Linked DNA regions of Sus scrofa: all the other regions are linked to region 3. Evidence: chromatin contacts called from public Hi-C and HiChIP or PLAC-seq data. All regions are on one chromosome and are shown on one strand. Each heading gives the region's core, a stretch centred on a gene start, on an enhancer-like site or on the middle of the called end of the contact. The rest is flanking DNA. Distances are from core to core; before and after follow the strand shown. Region 1 holds the start of SNX3 (sorting nexin-3). Region 2 holds the start of AFG1L (lactation elevated protein 1). Region 3 holds the start of SEC63 (translocation protein SEC63 homolog).

Region 1 (2,826 bases), core at 27-2,526, 270 kb after region 3:
GCTTGGCCACCTCGGAGAAAAGTGTCCAGGAAAAGAAAACTGAAAAGGCTTCAACTTTGAGCAAATCCCCTTTCTCAGTCACATTTAGCTCCCTTCCCAAAGAAGAGCTGTGTTCTCGAAAGATCTACCCCTTTCCAACTCAAATGTCATTCCGAGATCAGCTGCCTGAGGGGCAAGCGGCGTTCAACCCACGCCCTCTTCGCGTACCGTCCTCAAGTGCCAGCACGGGGCTCAGGTCACTCTGCAACTCCCAAGCCAGCCCAACACGAAGAGGGGCCCTCGCCCCCGACCCCGCCCGTGGACAGAACTGCCCTACCATGTCAGCCAGCAGCCCCGGACTCAACAGCCAAGGCCGCTAGGGAGACGCGCTCCAGGGAAGGCTAGGGGCACCAGGGAACTATGGGAGGGGTCTCTCTGTAGGGGGGAAAGATGGCCTCACCTTGACCCTGATTTCATAGGTGGTAAAGCGGCCCCGGCCGACCCCCACTGTCTGCGGATTGCTCACATCGATCTCGAGGAAGTTGCTGGGAGGCCCGTAAGCGTCATTCAGGTTCTGCGGCTTGGTGATCAGCCGCCGGGTGTCCGCCACGGTCTCCGCCATTTCGCTGCTGTAGCCGCCGCCGCGGACTCCCTCCGCCCCCTCCGCGATCCACCGACGCCGCCTCTGCTGCCCGCCGCGGGGACACCGGACTCGCGCGCAGCGGTCGCAAGGCGAACGAGCACGTAGAGCGGGCGTTCACCCTTGCGCGCGAAGCTCCTCCCCGCGCCGCTCTGGCTGCTGCCTCTTGAGCCCAAGCAGGAAACAACCCACCCGACGGAACGCTGCGCCCCGAGGCCGGGAGGCCCAGCGGAAGCCACGGAGAGGAACGGCGAGCTCGCCGGCGGAGAAGGAGAGTCACGGGTCTTGTAGGCGCGAACAGATTCCGGCCAGACTACAGCGCCCACAATGCACCGGGCGAGCGCGCCGCTACTGGGCTGCGTCCGAGGTGCTATGGGACCCAGGACCGGAGTGCGGGGGCGGGCGCTTCCTGTCTTTATGTATCCGCCTAGACCTGGAACGGTGAGAAGAACACCGGAAACGATCTTAGAGGCCTTGGTAGCTGCCAGACAAGTTAAACAACGAGATGGAAGAGATTTGCCTGCAAGTGGAACAGAACTGCCTATGCTAACTCAATTCCGACATATCCACTGTCTCACCATAAACCACTGAAAATGCTTTTCTAGATAACCTTGAACATATGCCTCAAATGATGATTTTGATATCAACTTGGAGTCTCACTGGACACGTGTCTGGTTTGGTAAATTGAAGGTGGGAACAACTTAATGACGTCATATCCAACGGTCAAACCGTTTTGGGAGACCGATGGGCTAAAATTAACAGGTAGTATATGGGCCGAAGCCTGCCTTGAATTTCTGATGTTTGAGTGATCTGCAGCTTTCCCCCTTCAGTTACAAAATTTAAGTAAGTTTTTGTTTTGTTGCGTTTTTGCTTTTTTTAGGGCCGCACCTGCAGCACATGGAGAGGTGGAATTGGAGCTGTAGCTGCTGGCCTACACCACAGCTCATGGCACGGCTTGAGATCCTTAATCCACTCAGCAAGGCTAGGGATGGAACCTACGTCCTCATGGATGCTAGTCAGATTTGTTAACCCCTGAGCCACTATGGGAACTCCAGTAGCTTTTTTTTTTAAGGTGATAAAACATCGGTACAGCATTTGAAGTGGAACTCGGATAAACCTTTATCAGAAATGAAAAAAAGACAAAACAATTAAGTAGATCATAGTTGATTGCCAATAAATGCAGACTTTGAGCATTGAGGTAGAAGGATAGATGTCTATTCCTGCCCTGCCTGGGGAGTTATGGCCCTTGATGTTGTTGTATCACAGCTCTTTGTGTGTGTGTGTGTGTTTTATGTTAGATTCAGAAAACCCATTCTCTTTAAATAATCTGATCTGTCCCTTAAGCTGAAAAGTTGTCTGAATCATTAGCAGCCCTTCTTAATAACACTAAGTACAGTTGGTATTAAAAAAAAAATGAGGAGTTCCCGTTGTGGCTTAGTGGTTAACGAATCCGACTAGGAACCATGAGGTTATGGGTTCGGTCCCTGGCCTTGCTTAGTGGGTTAAAGGATCCGGCGTTGCCGTGAGCTGTGGTGTAGGTCTCACACGCGGCTCGGATCCCGCGTTGCTGTGGCTGTGATGTAGGCCAGCTACAGCTCCGATTCGACCCCTAGCCTGGGAACCTCCATATGCCGAGGGAGTGGCCCTGGAAATGGCCAAAAGACAAAAAAAAAAAAAAAAAAAAAAAAAAAGAACACGTAGATTATTTTCAAGAAAACTCTACATTCATTCATTCAATAAATATTTATTGAAGGCCTACTCGGTGTTTTCCACTTTTTTTTTTTTTTTTTTGGCCTTTTTAGGGCCACACCTGCGGCATATGAAGGCTCCCAGGCTAGGAGTTGGCCTGCGCCCAAGGCACAGCAGCGCTGAATCCAAGCTCTGTCTGTGATCTAAAACACAGCTCACGGCAATGCCAGATCCTTAACCCACTGAGCGAGGCCAGGGGTCAAACCTGCAACCTCATGGTTCCTAGTTGGATTCGTTTCCACTGCACCACAATGGGAACTCTGTGTTTTCCACTTCGATACTGGAGGTAAAAAGATGGAGAAGGTATTGAAATTCCCTGAGTTCATGAGGGTAATTGTCAAATGTATGGTTTCTCTTGGGGAAACAGATAATAAATAAACCAACAAATAATATAACTGCCAATATGATTGGTGCAGTAAAGAAAGGTGGATAATGTGATAAAGAGTGACCCAGGGGTT
Region 2 (2,700 bases), core at 139-2,638, 290 kb after region 3:
TGGGGCTACCACTTAGGGATGTAACCAATATTTTGTTAAAATATGAGGGCCCAATGGATCCTCCACTTTTTATTTTGATTGTTTTTTTAGGTTTATTGAACTATAGTTAATTTATAAGACTGTGATAATTTCTGCTGTACAACAAAGTGATCCAGTCACGCATATACATAGATTCATTCTCTCTCGGATTCTTTTTCCACATAGATTATCACAGAATACTGGGTAGAGTTCTCTGTGCTATATAGCAGGTCCCCATTGGCCAGTCCTTCCATATACCTCAGTGCGCATATGCCAATCCCAAATTCCTAGTCCATCCCTCCCACTCCTCAACCTGTCCCCTTTGGTAATCATAAGTTTTTCAAAGTCTGTGAGACCGTTTCTGCTCTGCAAATAAGTTCATTTGTACCTCCCCCCCTTTATTTAAGATTCCACATAAAGGTGATTTCATATGATGTTTGCCTTTCACTGTATGGCTTAGAACGATAGTTTCTGTGTCCATCCATGTTGCTGTAAATGGCATTATTTTGTTCTTTTTTTTATGGCTGAGTAATATTCCATTGCATATATGTACCAAATCTTCTTTATTCATTCCTCTGTTGATGGACATTTAGGTTGCTTCCATGTCTGGCTATTGTAATAGTGCTGCAATAAATATTGGGGTGCATTTATCTTTTCAAATTATGGTTTTCTCTTGATAGATGCCCAGGAGTGGGATTGCTGGATCATATGGTAGTTCTATTTTTTGTTTTTTGAGTAACCTCCATACTGTTTTCCATAGTGGTTACATGAGTGTACATTCCCATCAACAGTGTAAAAGGATTCCTTTTTCTCTACACCCTCTCCAGCATTTATTATTTGTAAACTTTTTGATAATGGCCATTCTGGCTAGTGTAAGGTGGTACCTCATTGTAGTTTTGATTTGCATTTCTCTAATAATTAGTGATGTTGAGCATCTTGTCATGTGTTTTTTGGCCATCTGTATGTCTCATTTGGAGAAATGTCTATTTACATTTGCCCATTTTTTTGACCGGGTTGTTTTGGATTTTTGATATTGAGCTGCGGGAGGTGTTTATATATTTCAGAGATTAATCCCTTATCAGTTGTTTCATTAGCAAATATTTTCTCCCATTCTGTGGGTTGTCTCTTTGTTTTGTTTATGGTTTCCTTTGCTGTGCAAAAACTTACATTTTATTTAGGTTTTGGAGTCTCAGTCAGGTATGCTAACCTAAAAGGCTCAGGGGGGGTTACTTTACACGTCGTAATCCCGTTCCAATTCCTTGAAAGTGTTGTGGAATCCTCGGCTGCCTTCGCTGGGCGGAGAAGTGCCCCTCCCCCCAAGCCCAGAGCTGCCTGCCCCGCACCGCCTTCGGCGCCACCGCACTGCATGCTGGGAGTCGTAGTTGCAAGTGTCTGCTCTGGAAGAGAGATCAGAGGGCATGGGAGTCAGCCCGCCCCCTAGCTACTTGAGCTTGCGTTTTTTCCGCTTCTCTCTTTCGTTCTCTCACGGGCGGAGCCTTCTGTGAGCACTGCAGGATTTGTCGGTGCTACCGTCTTTCTTCTGGGTTTCAATAAAGTTTTCCTTTTGCTCCCCTTGTACGGAGCTCAAGATGGCGGCCTCCTGGTCGCCCTTGGTTACCCTCCGCTTAGCGCAGAGCCGGTTGAGAGGGAGATGTGTTGGGTGCAGGGCCTGGGCCGCTGCTCTCGCCCCTCCGGCCACCGCCCCTGGAAACTCTCTCTGTAAAGGTCAGTGACTGTGCCTGGAGTAGGCCGAGCCGACTGCATAGGACCGGGGCAGTCACCCTCACTCCTCGAGCTGCCCGAGCGCCTACTTGGTTCATAATTTTCGAGAGGTTTTCTCGAGAGGAGTTTCATGCTCTCTTGCATTTTCTGTTACAGTCTGCTGATGAAGGAGCCCTGGGCACTGAGGGAGGTGGCTGAGAGTGACCTTCATTTTGAGGGTTCAGAGGTCGACTCAGGGTTCGTTCCCTCCCACATGTTAGAAAGTTGAGACCTTGTAAGCCCAAGTGGGGGAGTACCTGGCTTGAAAGGATGCCAAGTGTCAGGTTAAGGCCTGGGGACTCTTCATCCTGCGCCTTTCCTGTTGACCTGGGACTGTACCTAAAAGCCAAGCCTCTGACGCTTGCAGGCCCTTTTGGCTCTCTGGCTTCTGGGAGTGCAAGTGTCCGAGCATTCCCAGACTGAGAGATTGATTCTTTTTGTTCTTTTCAAATTACTAGAGGCTTCAGCAAGGTCACTTTGTCACCAGGCTTGCTTCATATATTCATTCATTCATTCAAATTGTTACGTGTTTCCAAATGAATGAACCTATATTTTGAGTAATCAAGCCCACAGGAGTGATAATTTTACTGCTCTATTCATATACTCCCACTAAATCAGGGCTACTCAATGGCAAGGACCAGGTGTCATTGGTTCTTCAGCACTTAGCACAGTGTTTGGTGCCTGATGGGCAGATATGTTTTTGAACGAATAACATTATTCTTATTGCTCACTCATCCAAATTCTTGAACGCTTTCCTTTTTTTAAATTTTTTTTAAATCTTCAGGCATCCCTCCCCATACATCTTAAAATGATTCGCATTGGCTAATTTAGCTAAAACTATCAGTCTTTGATTGTTATAGTCGATAAAGTTGAAATTGATGCTAGAACTGTGACTACAGGTTTTTCTGCAAAGTTTAGTGT
Region 3 (2,751 bases), core at 228-2,727:
TGAGTTGGTTTAATGTTTCCCTGTTAACAATGTCCCCAAAGTACAGTATATCAGCTGGACAACCTAGACCCCACCACCACCACACCCAACTTGAGAGAATGTATTTATTCAAGTTAGCACGCTTTTGTGAATAAGAAAACCTTCCTAAGGTTGTTCTTACTCAAAACCTACTCGTTACTGTTAACGCTACCATAAAACAACCTATTAGGGCCTTGCAGTTCCAGCATCAGTTTTAAGAATATCACCTGCCATACGTCCTAGCGGCGTGCAACAAATGGAATCCAAACAATCCGAACATAAAATGCCTTGAAAAGAATCTATATAATTCTGTGTTCTAATCCAATGTTGTTTAACGTGAAAAGATTTAGAACTAAAAGCAAATGCACCCGCTACCTCACAAATGAACTACCTATAGACTTAATCCTTCCTTCATACTTGCACTTTTTCCGCCATAAACAGGAAACTCCAAAGAAAAGGAAATAGAGAAAAGCCTGGTTTTTTTGTTTTGTTTTTTTGCTAAGGGGAATAACAGCATTGCTCCCAACCCCCGCAGTGTAAGTGAACAAATGAAAAGGCAATAGGGGAAAGGCACGGGGGGAGGGGCGGCTGGCGAGCTCAGTTGGCGTCCTATAGATGCCACCCAGCTCTGACTGTGCCCAAAACATCTGTAACGACAGCTGCAACAGGCAAACGGGGGTGTGGGGGAAAGGGGACCGTGGGCTGAGGGTTCAGAGTGGAGCCTGCTCGCTCGGCTTCCTCCGTAGCCAACTCTCTACTCTCATCTTCCAGTTCCCATCCTCCCTATGCCATCTTGTTCCCTCCATAAAGAAAAATACCCCCATAAAAGCCGAGGAATAGAAGACAAAGAGACTGGACGAGGCTGCCAGGAGCCGCCAGAACAATAGAGGAGAGGGTGCAAAGCGAAACTCCAGAGGAGGACAATGAAGGGGGTGGAGAGGAGCCTGGAGAGGCACGGAGGGAAACACAGCTGAGCCCGGGCGCCGCCAGCGGCTGACGCCTGGACGCGAGGCCGGGCCGCGCGGGCGGTATCACCCCAAGCGCAGCGGACTGGGCTGGGCCGGAGCGGGCAAAAGCCGCGCGGCCCAGAAGAGCCGGAGGGGCCTGCGCAGGTCCACGGCAGCTACCAGCGGGACTCACCGGCATTCTGATCTCGGGGCCAGAGGTAGTATGTGGCCGGGATCACGATGAGCCCCACGAAGGAGGTGAGGAAGTAGAAGAAGGTGTTCCCGCTGTCATCGTACTGGAACTGCTGCCCCGCCATGGCGCCCCCTCCTCCGCCTCCCTCTTCTCACCGCCACCGCCACGACCCCCCTCTGTGCTCCAGCTCCCAGCGCCCCGGCCCGGTGTGGCGTAGCTCCTACGCCGCCGGCGCCGCTCCTCCCCGCCCCCACGCTACTCTCACGGACACGCCGCCGCCACCGCCGCCGCCACCGCCGCTGCCGACTCCCGATCTCGCGAGAAGACAGAGCTCCCGCCCCTCTCGGTTTTTCCCTCCCCTCCACCCCCTCCAGCCTCTCCCTCACACGCTCTCTGAGGGAGACGTGGCGCGCGCAGCCGGAGAATTCCGCGAGGCCCCGCCCTTATCCCTGCCCCCTTAACCTCAGCCCCGCCCTTCGAGTTCCTGTAGCTCCTCCCTTAGAGGCCCGCGGCTGCCTTCCTCTAGAGTCCCTCTCGCTCCCTTCTCGGTTTCCATTCCCCAGGTCGCGCTATGGTCTCGAGGGTCCTATCCCGGGCTTCCCGAACCACGCGTGCGGGGTTCACCTGACTGCGGTCCGGGTCACCGCTGTTCGAAGTATAGCTCAGGCTTCCTTGCCTCACCTGTTCGGCATCCCTACCTCACCCGTCCTGCCTTCTCACTTTTCTGTTTTCCTAGTTAATAACAGTGTTTACTGATATACAATCTCCTGAGGTAGACCGTGATGGAAAACAATATTTTTAAAAGAATTTATATATGACTGAGTCGCTTTGCTGTACAGGGATATTGGCACAATTGTAGATCAACGCGGCTTTAATAAAAAATAAAAACGTAAAAAAGAATATTTCCTTGGGTTAGGATCCAGCTCCTTCAGATCCCGGAAACAAGTGTCAAAACTGAGTGGCTCCAGAGCAGGAAGGAGAGGAGGGATGGTGAGGGGTTTTGTTTTTCTCTGGTTTGTTTGATTGTTGGCAAAGTAATGTGTGCCATTAAAAGACTGCAATCTACATTGCGCCCATTTTGCAGCTGGAGATGCCCCAAAGTAGTAGAGATAGTGACCTACCTATCCCAGAACTGATAATATTTGTAGCATTTTCTTCGGCAGGGGCAGTAGACTAAGACCTTCATTGCTTTAAATCGTTGACTATTTTAAGTCAGTGAACCCCTTGGGATAAATCAAAGGATGTCCTCTCTCCAGATGAGGAAATTGAGTGACTGCCTTAAGTCAGGCACCGTAAAAAAAGGTCTGGAGATTCAAATTCAAACCCAGTCACTCTGACGCCACAAAGCCAGTGCCCACGACCACCGTCTCATCGCGGACCCTTACACTCCCCAGAACTGCTGCCACCCCACCCCACCCCCGCCCCTGCAGAAGGTGGGCAGGACTCAGCTGTTGGAGGAGGGACCGCGGGGGGAGCAGTCGCTCTCCGCAGCCTCTCCCCTCGCTGACTGTGAGATCCCAGAGGCCGGTATCAGCCGAGCTGGGAGCGGGGAGGGCTGGTGCCCTGATATGCGAAGGACCCCACTGTCCCGCG

Evidence for each region. A called contact is a pair of places that touch in the nucleus more often than the background predicts. HiChIP or PLAC-seq counts read pairs in DNA pulled down with a chosen protein or histone mark.
Region 1: a contact with region 3 is called in an H3K27ac HiChIP or PLAC-seq map of alveolar macrophages. The contact joins the promoter of SNX3 here to the promoter of SEC63 in region 3. A contact is called at or near these places in 2 of 47 Hi-C or Micro-C datasets (heart right ventricle and mesenteric adipose tissue) and 2 of 2 datasets of contacts at active chromatin or transcription factors (alveolar macrophages and skeletal muscle).
Region 2: a Hi-C map of skeletal muscle shows a contact between it and region 3, with 3 times the contacts expected there. The contact joins the promoter of AFG1L here to the promoter of SEC63 in region 3. A contact is called at or near these places in 2 of 47 Hi-C or Micro-C datasets (heart right ventricle and skeletal muscle) and 2 of 2 datasets of contacts at active chromatin or transcription factors (alveolar macrophages and skeletal muscle).

Annotation. Positions count from the first base shown.
Region 1 is chr1:74,348,459-74,351,284 of Sscrofa11.1, forward strand. It overlaps SNX3 (sorting nexin-3), which reads right to left and starts at 1,277. Exons shown (of 4, transcript XM_021090786.1): 1 at 506-1,277. The coding sequence starts at 601.
Region 2 is chr1:74,366,033-74,368,732 of Sscrofa11.1, forward strand. It overlaps AFG1L (lactation elevated protein 1), which reads left to right and starts at 1,389. Exons shown (of 14, transcript XR_002343776.1): 1 at 1,389-1,743.
Region 3 is chr1:74,077,128-74,079,878 of Sscrofa11.1, forward strand. SEC63 (translocation protein SEC63 homolog) reads right to left here and starts at 1,478. Exons shown (of 21, transcript XM_001925479.7): 1 at 1,159-1,478. The coding sequence starts at 1,282.